Regions from separate parts of the Zea mays genome. Here region 1 is linked to region 2. A link is a contact called in public Hi-C data. All regions are on one chromosome and are shown on one strand. Each heading gives the region's core, a stretch centred on a gene start, on an enhancer-like site or on the middle of the called end of the contact. The rest is flanking DNA. Distances are from core to core; before and after follow the strand shown. Region 1 has its middle 90 kb from the start of LOC100285165. Region 2 holds the start of LOC100282871 (serine carboxypeptidase 1).

The links. Hi-C and Micro-C count contacts between places; a contact is called where the count stands out from the background.
Region 1: a contact with region 2 is called in a Hi-C map of leaf, with 6 times the contacts expected there. The contact joins the enhancer-like site here to the promoter of LOC100282871 in region 2. A contact is called at or near these places in 3 of 25 Hi-C or Micro-C datasets (bundle sheath and leaf).

What each region holds. Positions count from the first base shown.
Region 1 is chr7:40,564,923-40,572,706 of Zm-B73-REFERENCE-NAM-5.0, reverse strand. No RefSeq gene overlaps it. Among protein-coding and RNA genes, the nearest start is that of LOC100285165, 90 kb to the left of the region's middle. Within about 2 kb of position 5,761, at least 8 of the 20 cell types and tissues checked have an H3K27ac peak or open chromatin away from gene starts, as enhancers often do. A contact at or near this core is called in bundle sheath and leaf, where this site is marked.
Region 2 is chr7:40,375,871-40,383,626 of Zm-B73-REFERENCE-NAM-5.0, reverse strand. It overlaps LOC100282871 (serine carboxypeptidase 1), which reads left to right and starts at 5,423. Exons shown (of 14, transcript NR_178076.1): 1 at 5,423-5,748; 2 at 5,912-6,069; 3 at 6,169-6,245.

The DNA of each region.
Region 1 (7,784 bases), core at 4,512-7,011, 190 kb before region 2:
GCTGCTGGGGTCGAGGGGGACGGACTTAACCGTCTCCGCTGGCTCGAAGTTGCTGGCATGACGCTTCACGTCTGGCACCTCCTTAGAGAGGCTCTCCAGGTCGGCGATGAGGGTCTCGGACTCGGCGAAGGCCTCGGCGTACTCCACGCACTCCACGTCGCATTCGAACGCGTGTTTGTACGTGGGGTCGACGGTGATGACCCCGTTGGGGCCCGACATCTTGAGCTTGAGGTAGGTGTAGTTGGGGACGGCCATGAACTTCGCGTAGCATGGCCTTCCCAGTACCGCGTGGTAGGTTCCTCGGAACCCGACCACCTCGAACGTCAGGGTCTCCCTTCGGAAGTTGGAGGGCGTTCCGAAGCAGACGGGGAGGTCGAGTTGTCCGAGGGGCTGGACGCGCTTCCCGGGGATGATCCCATGGAAAGGTGCAACGCCTGCCCGGACCGAGGACAGATCGACACGCAGGAGCCTGAGGGTCTCGGCGTAGATGATGTTGAGGCTGCTGCCTCCGTCCATGAGGACCTTGGTGAGCCTGACGTCGCTGATGACGGGGTCGACAACGAGCGGGTATTTCCCCGGGCTCGGCACGTGGTCGGGGTGGTCGGCTCGGTCGAAGGTGATGGGCTTGTCGGACCAGTCTAGGTAGACTGGCGCCGCCACCTTCACCGAACAGACCTCCCGACGCTCTTGCTTGCGGTGCCGAGCCGAGGCGTTCGCCGCTTGCCCACCGTAGATCATGAAGCAGTCGCGGACCTCGGGGAACTCTCCTGCCTGGTGATCTTCCTTCTTGTCGTTGTCGTGAGCCCTGCCACCCTCCGCGGGTGGCCCGGCCCTGTGGAAGTGACACCGAAGCATGGCGCACTCCTCAAGGGTGTGCTTGACGGGCCCCTGGTGATAGGGGCACGGCTCCTTGAGCATCTTGTCGAAGAGGTTGGCACCTCCGGGGGGTTTCCGAGGGTTCTTGTACTCGGCGGCGGCAACAAGGTCCGCGTCGGCGGCGTCGTGTTTCGCTTGCGACTTCTTCTTGCCCTTCTTCTTGGCGCCGCACTGAGTTGACGCCTCGGGGGCATCTTCCGGTGGGCGCCCCTGGGGCTGCTTGTCCTTCCGGAAGATAGCCTCGACCGCCTCCTGGCCAGAGGCGAACTTGGTGGCGATGTCCATCAGCTCGCTCGCCCTGGTGGGGGTCTTGCGACCCAGCTTGCTCACCAGGTCGCGGCAGGTGGTGCCGGCGAGGAACGCGCCGATGACATCCGAGTCGGTGATGTTGGGCAGCTCAGTGCGCTGCTTCGAGAATCGTCGGATGTAGTCCCGGAGAGACTCTCCCGGCTGTTGTCGGCAGCTTCGGAGGTCCTAGGAATTCCCAGGGCGCACGTACGTGCCCTGGAAATTGTCGGCGAAGGCTTGGACCAGGTCGTCCCAGTTGGAGATCTGCCCCGGAGGCAGGTGCTCCAACCAGGCGCGAGCGATGTCGGAGAGGAACAGGGGGAGGTTGCGGATGATGAGGTTGTCATCGCCCGTTCCACCCAGTTGGCAGGCCAGCCGGTAGTCCGCGAGCCACAGCTCCGGTCTCGTCTCCCCCGAGTACTTGTGATGGTAGTCGGGGGTCGGAACCGGGTCGGGAACGGCGCCCGTCGTATGGCCCGGCTGAAGGCCTGCGGACCGGGTGGTTCGGGCGAGGGACTCCGATCCTCCCCGCTGTCGGAGTGTCCCCCACGCCTGGGGTGGTAGCCTCGGCGCACCCTCTCGTCGAGGTGGGCCCGACGGTCGCGGTGATGGTGCTCGTTGCTGAGGCGACCCGGGGCCACAGGCGCTGTGTCGCGCGTGCGCCCGGTGTGGACCGAGGCTTCCCGCATGAATCGGGAAGTCGCGGCATGATGTTCCGAGGGGTACCCCTGCCTTCGGGAGGCGGAGCTCTCGGCCCGTCGGACCGCGGCGCCTTCCAGGAGATTCTTGAGGTCTCCCTGGATTCGCCGCCCCTCAGTGGTTGATGGCTCTGGCATCGCACAGAGGAGCATTGCTGCTGCAGCCAGGTTCTGGCCGACCCCACTGGAAGCGGGTGGCGACCTCATCCTGACATCGTCGGCGATGCGGTGCTGGAAGCCCTGGGGTAGATGACGCATTTCTCCGGCCGGAGGTTGGCCCGCCCATTCCTGCCCGACGTCCCGGCGGATCGGCTCAAGCGCTCCTGCTCCCTCGTCGAGCCTGGCCTGCACCCCGCGGTTTTGCTCGAGCTGTGGGTCATGGCCCCCCGCCTTAACGGGGACCACAGCTAGCTCCCGTGGGATGTCAACGCGAGGCACCGGCCTAGGGAGATCACCGTCCTCCGGCATGCCGAGATGGTTGCCTTCGAAGGGACCCCCTAGATCGACGTGGAAACATTCGCGGCTTGGGCCGCAGTCCTCGTCGCCGAGGCTGCGGCTGTGGCAGAACCTCCAAGTTATTGGGCCCACATGCACCTGTCCTTGTCCCAAAGACCTTAGACAGCCATGCATGTGCACCAGATAACTCAACAGGATCTGTCCGATTGCCCCAAGGACATCGGATAAACCACTTTCAACCAGAACCGCGGGATTAAGTAACACAAATCACACACACCAATATTGTTGCAGCGGAAATCTTACTACCAAATTTTACAGGTTACAAAAATTTTACATTAGTTTATCGGAGTGATTACAAAAGTATAAGTTTGAAATATATGCTAGCTCAAGGGATCATCCTCAATAAGAAGTATAGAAGGGTTACTTAGACTTATAAGAAGGCCGAGCCCACCGGCACTTAACACCGTCAACAACAGCACAAAGTTAGAACCTGAAAAACAACAGGGAATAAAACCCTGAGTACGGAATTACTCAGCAAGACTTACCCGACTAAAGAAAAGACTCTCAAGGGTATGCTGGTTATGTGGGAGTCAAGGAGAGGCTTTAGCAAAAATCAACTTATATTTTTGTAGAAGTAGCTTACTAAAGTGAGTCCTTACTTTCAATCTTTTAACGCCATATTAAGTATTAATAGACTCTATTTGCATCTAGTCTAATTTCAACATCTCATCAATACAACATCCTTTTTATCCATAGTGTTCACATCCTGACTTTAGGTTGTAGAAAAGTGACCAAGTCTTCATAACCGCGAAGGTACGGCGATCCGAATTGATTATACTCAGCTGAGGATCTCCAATCACACGACATATGTAGCACTTAACCCTTGCATATGTCAACCCGCCACCGGGGTTCTTAAGACCAGATCAGGTTCACGCAAACCGAGAGCACAGATACACCACCGACCGGCCTCTTGCCACGGAGGGTACACGCTACTCTCGCCACCGCTCCACGCCCATTTCGTGTTATCTTATTCTGGCCTTAGTCTGCCCGAGGCAAGGCTTACCCATGACGAGGCATGTGACCAGTTAAAGGGTCCTCGGTCAGCACGCCTACATACGCATTAATCCTTAACCAACCTGGGTAGAACATCACCTGTTCCTAACCCAAGTCTCAATTTAAGTATTTCCATCCTTAGGATTGTGTCTGTTCCTTAGGATGAAAGAGCATCACAGGGAACTTTGCAGTAAGATCCCACTATTGCTCCAAATGAAAATATTCTTGCAGGTAGAAGCCATCCTCTCCCGGGTTAGACTGAGGACAACCTCTATCCACAAGGTCTAAGCAAGGCTAAGCATTTTTGTAAATCATAATTTTGATACTTCACAGAAGTATCTATAAAGGTATGGATATCAAGGAAAGCAATGCATCAAAGGGTTCCAAGCAACTCCTATGAACCTAATGCATATTTCACTAGACTTAAAGTGTGCGAAAAGTATTTAAAAACACAAGGAAAGGGGTTGCATGCACCGGGGCTTGCCTGAGTAACACTAGGTTAGTGTTGTTAGATGACGTCCACTTGACGATCAGCCTTTATTTCGATACTCGCTCCATTGTCCATCAGCTTCATCCTGTGGATTAGCCCGCGCTTGGGGTCGACTTGGCTCTTCTTCCGCATCACGCGATTAATTAACGTACCTGAATGAAATGCATTATGCATATAAATGCATATAAGGAACAATAACACCAGACTTTACGATGCTACGCAAAGAGAAATAACCTACTTAATGACGAGATATTGCGGACACTAGCTATCGATATATTGTTACCTACGACAATCATGCTCTTCTAACCTAGCTAAACAGTCGAGGTAGCAATCAACATCCATTCTAAGCATGAACTCGATCAACACATAAAATACCATACCTAGTCTAGAGAACACACTAAACGGCTTATAATTTTAACTTCAAAATTCTCGGGCACCTAACACTTATAAAATTTGATAGAAGAACTTTCATTACTTTCTAAGCTAATTTACCGGTTAACCTGTGTATCATATATATTAATAACACTTTTCATTTTTAATACCTACAGTTCCGCAATACTGAGATCTATTGAGACCTCTTTTATCCTACGACATCGACCAATTTACCAAAGCGACCCAGACAATTTAATAAATATTTTACCTAGTCAAACCATCCATCAATCCGCTAATACGAATAACAAATTTGCTTACCTTGACTAATTCGACGCAATAGTCGCAAGCACGGCTACGAGTTCCGGTAGACGTCACCCAGGGGCCTTCTTTTCTTCGGTAATCAATTGCTGAAGATCTTTTTCTCGACTGAATAATTCTGACGAGTCGAACTTGAGTCGCGCAGGATGTCCGAGATTTTTGTCGCGCACTTGGTGAATACCACACTGCTGGCTCCGTCTTCACCCGCCTCTTGAGATTTCTTGCTGACGCGCGGAACGACGGCGACACAGGAGGGTGACGTATATAGAGCTACACACGCGACGCAATGACGAACGACGCTAACCGGCGGAATCGACGACACGATGAGAATTAAGGCCAAGCGAGCCGAGAGGGCGCACCGGCGAGCAGGAAACCATGCGAGTACAAGACAGGGAAAACGACGGTGCTGTCGCACATAGTGCGAAGGCGAACGACGCGACGATGAGGACCTAGGATGGACGACGCACGACACGCAGCATTTCATCGTGTCCAGCGCGCACATCACGGACTTGATATGGACTGCGAGCAATTTCGCGCGCACGACAAGGCGACGGAGGCGAACTGAACAGGGAGCTTCGCGGCCGCACGCGCAGAAACAACGGAACGCTACAACCGCGACGTAAAGGCGAGCAGGACGCGAACTGGACAGAACCAGGCAGCCGGACTTGGGCAGGGGCGCGAGATCCACGGCACACAGGGGAGCTGGAGCGGGAGGAGGGAGACGACCGAGCAGAGGGAGACCCAGCGCGTCCTCCCGGCCGTCGGCTGAGCTGGGGCTCCAAGGCGCCATGGGAACGCCGCCATGGAAGCTTGGAGAGAGGGGCACCGAACGAGCAGAGGACGGTGCGTGTCCAGCGACGAACTCAGAGAAGCCACGGCGCTGGGAGAGGCAGAGGATGCGCAGAGGAGAACCCTGTGCGCGTAGAAGAAGAAGACTTGGGCGATGGCTGAGGAGGAAGAAGCTCTACGCTCAGCTGGAAGATTAAGTCGGCAAGCAAAAAATCCCAGAGGAAGCCTACGCGCGCTGGAAAGAAGATAAGAGAGCAGAGATGGACGCGAGCGCAGGGATAAGAACAATGCTGCAAAAAGATCTGATGGGGAGGGCGGTCAGGAAAAGAAAAAAATCAACAGGGCACGGTAGATAGGGATGGAGATCGGCTGAGAATAGCGGCTTGAAGATGAGGCCAACCAGGAGGATACAGATTTCAGCCTACAGAGAAGACAAGAAAGAGATATTTGCAGCGATGTGCGTAGAAAAATTAAAGATAGTGGATAAGGCTGATTGCCTGGGAATCAGATGAGAGATGAGGCTGAGGGAGTACGACAGCGAGAAGGAGATTTTTTTCTTTAAAGAATTTCATAGATATTTTATCTCACGATTTTATTTTGCAATGTATACTAGGCCGACAGTACTGACTACATATTTCATTATCCGAATCACAAAGCAGAAATTTAGAGGAATAACGGCTCTAGTTAAATCTTGTTTGGATAATTTTCGTAACCATTCTGGGTACGATGTAAACGGACTGAACCAGAGTACATCGAATTCGACCATTTACCCTGCGACTGATCCCGATTTTTAGCGCTGAATAAAGGATCGACACGCCACACAAATACACATGACATGCTTCGGATTTAGCGAACCACTTTAATCGCTAATTACTTATATCCGAAGATTCGGATCCGGCAAGAAACCACGGGCCGAATAAGACTGATTTCGTTTTCGGTAATTTGTTCTGTGGGATTCGACTAAAATTAGTCGAAACCAGATCCGCAAGGTATACGTGATTTTGTCGTCGAAACAGTGTGCTGAAGAATTAATTGGATTACAACCTCGCGCACGCTTTTTCTCAGACAACGCGCGATACAAATTATTTTGCCCCGAATATTTTAGTTGTCAAGTTCAAACTAATTTGTCCGAGGATAAAAATTATCCGAATAAATCGACCTTCCGAATTCGTATTCGTGCGAGCGACGAATTTTAAATAATCATCGGACGCACCGATTTTTGGAACGACTGTATTCCGAACATCACGAAAATTTCGGAAGAGCCCGGATGGATAAAAATAAACGACGTCGCACTCGCGACAGACGACACCGATGCGATATAAAAATTGCGATAGGAGAAAATAATTAGACCTTAGTGTCTGTCTTATTCACTGATATCACGTGCTTAAATCTGTACTCGCTATCGAGCGGAATATAAACACCTGGGGTGTTACAGCGGCTACCGTCGGAACAGTCGGAAAGGCAGTAGTCGCATGCGGTCATGAAGTCCCGCATGGCACTGGGGTTGCCAAGTCCAGAGAAATCCCAACAGAAGTCGGGCGCGTCGTCTTCCTCGGACCCAGAGGGCTCGTAGGTCGAGACGTCCGTCAGCCGGTCCCAAGGTGACCGCATACGAAACCCCAGAGGGTTTGGACTCGCCTCTATGAGAGCGCCCGCCAAAGCGAAGTCACTTGGCGGGTCGAGGCTGAATCCAGGGGGCGTGAGATGGGAATCGGTCGGTACCTCTTGGTCGACGGGCGGTGATGAAGTCATGTCGGGGACTGACCGCACCGTCATCTCAGGTACGAGGGTGACGTCCAGCAAGCCTTTCGCGAGCGTGCTGGCGTCGTCCGTTTGATCGGAATCGGCGCGTTGCGGGGAGACAGCGCTCGTCTTCGTCTCAAATGCTAGGTCGATGCCCGACGCGCCCCCCGTTGGGGTGCTGGCGCCGTCGACTCGCTCGACAGCCGACGAGGCGCTGCCTCCTGCTTGGCCTTGGTTGCCCCGCCTCCTCCTCCGTCGGCGGGGGAGAGGACGGGGTGAGCTCGAATGTTGTTCTTCCACCACGCGGGGAAGACGTCGTCGATTCCGCCGCCGGCGGGCGGGCTGTCGGCCGCCATTGTCGGTGTCGCACGGCGGGGGAAGGAGTATCATGTCGTAGCTGCCGTCGAGGGACATGAACTCAAGACTCCCGAAATGGAGCACCGTCCCGGGCCAGAGAGGTTGCTGGAGACTGCCCATCTGGAGCTTGACGGGAAGCTGTTCGTCAACACGCAGCAGGCCCCTACCTGGCGCGCCAACTGTCGGCGTTTCGAGACCGGGGGGTCCCTGGGCCGACGAGTGAAATGTCGCCGCGTGCTCCAGCCCAGATGGGTCGGCGCGAGGCCGAGCGCGAAGGGGGGAGAAAGGTGGCCGGAGACGGGCGTGAGAGAGGTGGAAATCTCGCGGCCTTCGTGTTCGTTCCA
Region 2 (7,756 bases), core at 4,174-6,673:
ACTTTGAACACAATATTTGCTCGAGGTTAGCATTAGAACAAGTATGAATATAATCGGAGTGCAGAAGGGAGTTCTTCTTGCCACGAGTTGTTCAATCATTATGGATAACTTTAGGAGCAAACTCAAAAAGATAAGCAAGAGAACTTTAGAGAGAAAGAGGAGAGGAAGAATCAAATCGTAAAGTAATGATCAATAAAAATGAACACGGCGATTTGTTTCTCGAGGTTCACTTCCGAAGAACCTACTCCCCGTTGAGAAGGCCACGTAGGTCAGGTCTCTTTCAACCCTTTCCCTCTCTCAAACGGTCACCGAGACTGGTTGAGCTTGCTTCACTATCTTAGGGACACCAAGTCCTGCAAGGGCCTCCACACAAAGAATTGAAGTCTCTTGCCTCACTTTACAATCAAGAGAATAAGAGCGAGAGAGAAGAGCACAATCAAAGCTCAAATGATCACAAGACCTTGCAACACTCAAATGCATTAGCCACTATGTCTTTCAACCAAAATTCGATCAAATGTGGCGCGGGAAGGGCTTTGAATGCGTGGAGATGTTGCACTTAATGTTGTAAGGTTGGGAGGGGTATTGTGTCTTCAATGTGCTGGTTGAGGGTATTTATAGCCCCCAACCACTCAAATAGTCGTTGGAGAAAAGCTCCAAAAGTGCAAAGTCGGGTGGTGCACCAGACCGTGAACAGTACCGGTCCGATGCGCCACCGAACCATGAATAGTGCTAGAGCAGGGAGCCGTTTTGAAATTGCAGGTAGTCATTGCCCCCTTGTCAGACGGTCCGGTGCACTAGGCTGAAAAATCCTAAGGCTGGCTAGTTCACTAAAATTCCCATCGGACAGTCTGGTGCGCCACTAGACCATGAACAGTACTTGTCCGGTGCATGGGCTAGTTTTTTCTGAGTGGAGATTCTCTACGTAGATGGTTCGGTGTACCACCGGACAGTCCGGTGAGCCCCCGGTGCCCCTGTCCAGCAGTCCATTTTCTATCTTTTCTTCAAATCTTCTTCAAATCTTTTTGGCTATCTTTGGAGTGTTCCAATTACTTAGACAAACAAATGTACTGACAATCCAACTAGTCTAAGTCATGTCCTTTGATCTTTTACTCTCTCCAACTTAGTAATTTGTTTTTTTGCTCAAACTTGCTCCAAAATGTTGACATTGTAAACTTGAGCTTTCCAACCTCTTTAGATGTGTCAAAGAGGTTCCTAGGGGTATATACAACTTGTCCAAAGTGTGAAACTAGGTATTCTTTATATTTTCCAAGTTTTACCCCTCCATGGTTTGTTTTGAGCTATTTCTGTCTTAGAACTGAATTGAGCGGACATATGCACCTATGAATTATAGACTAGACAAACAAGTTAGTCCATAAGGTTGTGATTATCATCAAGCACCAAAAAAATAGAGAATATGGAAAAGACCATTTCCCTTTCAGTGTGTCGTTGTCCCATTGCTTCATGAGATCCTCAAATCGTTGTTGTTCCTCGGTGGACATACTTTCCATAGTTGGCCTGACGATGTTACTTGGGGTGACATTGGTACAATCCTTAGAATCGACCATTGGGGCTGATTAATAAATCTGAAACATAGTCATCCCCAACGGAGTCTCCAAAAAGTGTGTTGCCTCCTTTTTGGTGATCTCACTCACGGGAATAGGACCTTGAGGAATCTCTCTACAGGCGCACGGATTGTCGTCCATGACTCTGCACAGGGAGCTCCCCTTTTCTCTATAGGCGCGCGGACCATCCACGTGGAGGCGATAGACCATCCGTGAGGTTTCAAAGGGCTTTGTGAATCTACTGTGTAACCTGGATCTTGCCTCCCGGGAGGGATCCTAGGGCTGCCTTGGGGTCGGAAGATCATAGGGAGGCTTTGACTCGTTTCTAGGAAAGAACCAACAATTCCCGTGGGTTTATTAGGATAACCATGCACGTGATAAGTGATTCCATCCTCAATTAATGTAATCGTGGACGTGCTATCCGATGGACGTTAGAGATGTGGGCTATCTAGGCCATATAATCGGACCATTCAGCGGTTCAGGTGCTAAAAATGTTGTTCAACATTTCTCTATCATTGTTGCTCCATTTGCCTCATCATGGGGCCTATTTGGTTTGCTCAGATTCTTAGAATCTTGCACAAAATTTCTCATTTATGCCAAATATGTCTCATTTTTCTAGACTAGAATTTGAGTATGCAGCTGTACCTTGATAATATGAGATAGTAGGTACATTACCCAAAGCTAAAATCTCATGCCTACCAAACACCACCATGGTTGTCAACGCGACTAAGGTATGTCCATGCCTTATGAGTGTGTATATGATAGTAGAAACCATTCAGAAGTCAATCAATGAGATGTGTGAGTTGATGTTGCATTCATATAGGGCCTCACAAATATGGATACTTCTGAAGGCTATGAGCCTATGAAAACTTATTGCACTTTTTTTATTTTTGCTAAGAAAAAACAAAGGCTTCTGAAGTTATGGACTTTGCAGTTAACCAATAATATAACAATGAATAAATATACTTCAAATATTTGAGAAAATATGATCACATTATGTATGCTATTTTTACTCTCTATCTCTACAACTACATAAAATATATCATCAGCAAGGGGAAGACCCCGCGACATTGCAATCATCCGGATTTTGGTTCACTTTCTTAGGTGTACATATAATATGTGAAATTGAACTCAACAGTAAATGATGGTTTGATGAACATAATTTAATGTTAGCATATTAATATTTTCAGGGAAAAGATACTTGGGCCCCTAGGGCTCACTAGTGAGCTGAAGGACAAGAGAAAGGTTCGCCTTGTAAGCACCCGCCCCCCTGATAGTCCCGAGGCACGAGTCGAGCCGAGCCAGCTCGAGCTCGGTCAAGCCGAGCTAGCTCGATATCCACTCCTATCCTTTGTAGTTACTTCAGGGGAAGTAACCACAAATGGGCCACTGACGTGTAGGGCCGCACTGGATCTAGCTCCACACATCAGTGAACATAACTGCAGAAGAATTGTTTCCCCAAAATTCTACGACCAGGTCCGCTATCGTCATGCACCAGCGGAGGAAGGAAGAAGAGGCATTCGTGCAGTGGTAAGAGTGGTGAGCCGGGTGCAGTAAAGATCGAAGAGCACGAGACGACACAGGTAAACCCACATTTTGGCGAGTGGAGGCACTACTCGCTCAATTTTCTGATTCTATTTGACCTCTATTTTATTTACTCTAGCTATAAAAATATATTAATTAGTAGGTTAATATTTAGATCTCTATTTAGATATTAGACTTTGTTTAGGAGGTGTTTGGTTTGAGGAATCATTCCATCTAAAATAAGATGGTGTATTATGAGTCTAGTCCTCTAATTTGTTTGATTTTATTCCTTATATTTGGTTGATTTCATTCCTCATATTAGTACTGATTAACTAACTATAAAAAATGAGCTAATGATAGATCGACTTATTATATTATATAAATCAAATAGAATAAAAATAAAAAAAAGAAAATAATAGACTAGCTTATTTCTTAAATCAAACACGTCTTTCTTGCGACAAGAGAAGGGCGGTGGGAAGGTCGAGAAGAGGCCATGATAGCGCGCGAGGCGGACTGAGGGAGGCAGACAGCCTGCGAGAACAAAAGCGAACTTGGTAGAGTAGCAGCGCACCGAGCCCGCCAGAGTTTCGGCAGGCAGATATATTTTCAGGAGTACTGTATAATATAGGACGATTACTCCGTATAGCATTAATTAATGTTATATTCCTCGCAAAACGATATAGAAGTTGTAGTATGGACTTTGGCTGGCCACCCACCCCAATTTTTTTGCATTTTGGTCCTTTCTCAGAAACAAAATTACGTTTAGACCCTAAAAAATTTTAATGTCATTTTTGGACCCTTTGTTCGGCGCTATAGGCTATGACGCCGAGGTAACACAGCTCGGCGCCATGTACTATGGCGCCGAGGTACGTGCTGCGCTAGCACAAACGGACGTCGTGGCACCGACGTGGCACCGAGCTTGGTGCCATATCTTGGCGCGGAGCTCAATTGTGTACACAAAGTCTGTCTAGCTCAGTCGGTAGAGTGCAAGGCTCTTAACCTTGTGGCTGTGGGTTTTGAGCCCTATAGTGGGTGTTTAATATTTTTTGTCTTTGTCACTGATTTATTTTTTGTTGTCTAGATTTTTCGTTTATGTCGTTGATTTGTCCGTCAAGATTTTTTTTTTGTTTTGTTTTTTTGACTAATTTGTTTATTCGTCCATATATTTTTTTTGTTTATCTCGCGAGCACAGCGGTTGTGTGTCACAGTGGCCGCAAGCTGTCAACTCCCTCCCTTGTTTGCTCAGCTAACCACAATAAAAATCAAATGAGAACACTCTTACTTCAATCATGACCACATAAGAAGAAGCACACATATTCATCTTTTTCCCTCTGCACTAAATAAAAGTATACTCCATTATATACTTGTCTCATGGATGATATATTTTAGAATTTACTGCATAAATTACTCCACTAGGTGATACTTAATTCCATTCCCTCCATTTACCATAACATTTTTCAAACAAATTTAAGTTTTTCAAGTGGACAAAATACTTTGTGAGCTTGTGTTTGTGTGTAGTGGGTACAGTCCCTCACTTTTATATTTAATTTACATACTACTAAACTAAACAGTATAGTTAATCCGCGAATTTAATTAACCTTTCCATTCAATGCTGAGTCCCATCAAAGGAACGATGCATAGATCTAACCATGCTATTATTTTGCAGGTCACTTTTTGATTGACAAAGAGAAACATAATTGTTATTCCTATGCTAATCTTCAAATTGCATTTCCAAAAGAAATTTTAAACATTATAGTCCATTTGCTGTTTAGTTTGATTTTCCTAGGTGTAGGTTAGCTGAGCAAACAAGGGAGGAAGTTGACAGCTCGCGGCCACTGTGGCACACAACCGCTGTGCTCGCGGGATAAACAAAAAAACATATGGACGAATAAACAAATCAGTCAAAAAACAAAAAAAAATATGGATAAGAAATAAATCTAGACGGACAAATCAGCGACATAAACGAAAAATCTGGACAACAAAAAATAAATTAGTGACAAAGACAAAAAATATTAAATGCCCATCGTAGGGCTTGAACCCACGACCACAAGGTTAAGAGTCTTGCGCTCTACCGACTGAGCTAGAGTGCTAGACAGACGAGCTCGGTGCCACGTCGACGCTACGACGTCCGTTTGTGCCAGCACAGCACGTACCTTGACACCATAACCTATGACGCCGAGCTGTGTTACCTCGGTGCCATAGCCTATTGCGCTGAGCAAAGGGTCTAAAAATAATATTAAAATTTTTTAGAGTCTAAACCTGATTTTTTTTTTCCGAGCAAGGGCCAAAATGCAAAAAAATTCGCCACCCACCTCCCGTCCCGTCTTGAACCATCCACACGAACACAACAGCACAGCCTCTCTCTCCTCTACTAGACTTGTTTTTTCCGTTCATCCATCCATACGTTTCGTTTGTTCCACCTGCGCAACTGCGACGGGGATAAGTACGTCTTCCAGATGACGACGGCGGCATGGCCGCGGCCACGCTTCCTCGTCCTCCCCCAGCCTGGATTCCTCCGCTCGGTCTGCCACGGCCTCTGCGCCCGCTGTCTCTTCTGCTTCCTGCTGCTCCTCGCCTTCGCCTGCAGCTCCAGCTCCGGACGGGTGGTGGTCACCAGCTTGCCTGGCTTCGACGGCGACCTCCCCTTCCACCTCGAAACAGGGTGCGCGTGCCCGCGTGGCGTGTCTACTAGTAGTATCCTCCTTCTTCTTCTTCATTCATTCATCCTGGTGGTGTACTACTAGACTACTACTAGTAGCTCACGCGCGCGGCACATGTAGATGTAGCCTCTAACCACCGTTGCTGCCCTGAAACTCAAAACGAAGGTACGTGGAGGTGGAGGAGGACGCCGGCGTGGAGCTCTTCTACTACTTCGTCCAGGCCGAGTCCGGCGCCGCCGCCGCCGCCGATGACACCCCTTTCCTCTTCTGGCTCACCGGCGGCGACCGCTGCTCCGTCTTCAGCGGCCTCGCCTACGAGATCGGTACGCCAAGTATTTGGATGATGCATGGAGTTGGAGTGAGCGATTTTGATTTGCCTTGTGTGAAAAATAAGATGCTGGATGCTCTCTCTCGCCTCGCAGGTCCCATCAGATTCGTCCTGGAACCCTACAACGGCACCCTGCCGCGCCTGCGATACAACCACAACTCGTGGTCAAAGGTAAAACAAATCTCCCTTGTTTCTTTACACCTCTACCGACACGATACGAATACGATACGCAACTCTCTCTCTCTCTCTCTCTTCCCTTTCCTTTCGTTTGACACACAGACACAGTACAGCTACAGTTATTATATTAATGTATAAGAGAAACTATTATACTAACACAGTTTTGTGTGTGACACTGTCGTGCGTACGAGTCGTGAACCTCATAAATTGCAATAATACCCCCAGCTTTATCCTTTGCCTTTTCTATCCAACATGTGTATATGTAAATCCTACACCCCCGGTTATTTTTTTGCTGGTGATCCATCGCTGTTGTCCGACCTGTTAACTTTCCATGTCCAACGAAATGATTGCGTAAACAATTTTGTGAAGGTTGCGCCGATATTTTGACATGAATAAGTGGGTCGGCGTGAATAAAATAGTCTATAGACATGATGCACGTGCTCTATTTTCTACTATCTTTTACTAGCTGATTCGATTAGTTTGCTGGGGCGGTCGCTGTCCGTATTAACAAAATATAACAACCGCTCCTAAGGCTATGTTTGGATCCATGTGTCAAAAGCATCTTGTCCTCTAAACAAACTGACTAATAAATTGGCGAATTGGTAGCCGGATGGCTGTGTCATTTGACCTTGCTAATATGTGCTAATAGATCGTATAAATAGAAAAGACATCTATTAACCAAGATTTAAAACGTATCCTGTCTAATTGTTGTTAGCTAATTGTTTGCCGGCTAATTGTCAGCCACCAGCAAACAATTAGGCCGCGAGGATCGGAACAGGCCTAAGATGACTGCTTTCTAACACAGTCGGATGTCCTAAGCCAGACACTTCGAAGGCGTGCATTCTAGAAATTGTTTAATAGAAATGGGTGCTCTAAGGGCCCGCCTGTAGATTTTTTTTTGAAATAAGTGGCAAAAGCTTTGCCACGCAAATATATTGAAAGAGGGAATAATACAAACTTTGCATTACACAAGTTAACAGCAAAAGCCCTCCTAAACCAGTGCATACACCAGCAAAACTAAGTGCACCACTTTAAAGAACCGATTTGCAAAAGCATGCTACATTTAGGACCAGAAAAAAAACTCGAGGCTCGCGAGCCGGTTCGAGCTCGGGGCAGAATGGTTCGTGAGCCTCAAGCGAGCCGAGCTGAGCCGAGCCAGGTTTTCGAGCTCGTTGACCATCGAGCCGATCCAACACGTTCTGGCTCGCGAGCTTTGTCAAATTAATCAATCTATAAAATAATGATGGATACTAGATAATTTTATTTATAATGTTAAATGTGATTATATTTTTCACATTTATATATTATTAAATCACTATATAATACAATATAATTTATCAAGACGCGGTTCGCGAGCCGACTTCGAGCCAAGTCGATTCCTTCAACTCGTTGAGTAGTCGAGCCGAACTAAGCTGAGCTCGGTCAACCAGTGAGCCGCACCGAGTCGAGCCGAACCGAGGTCGGCTCGACTCGTTTCCTGCCCTAGCTACGGCTGAAAATTTCCC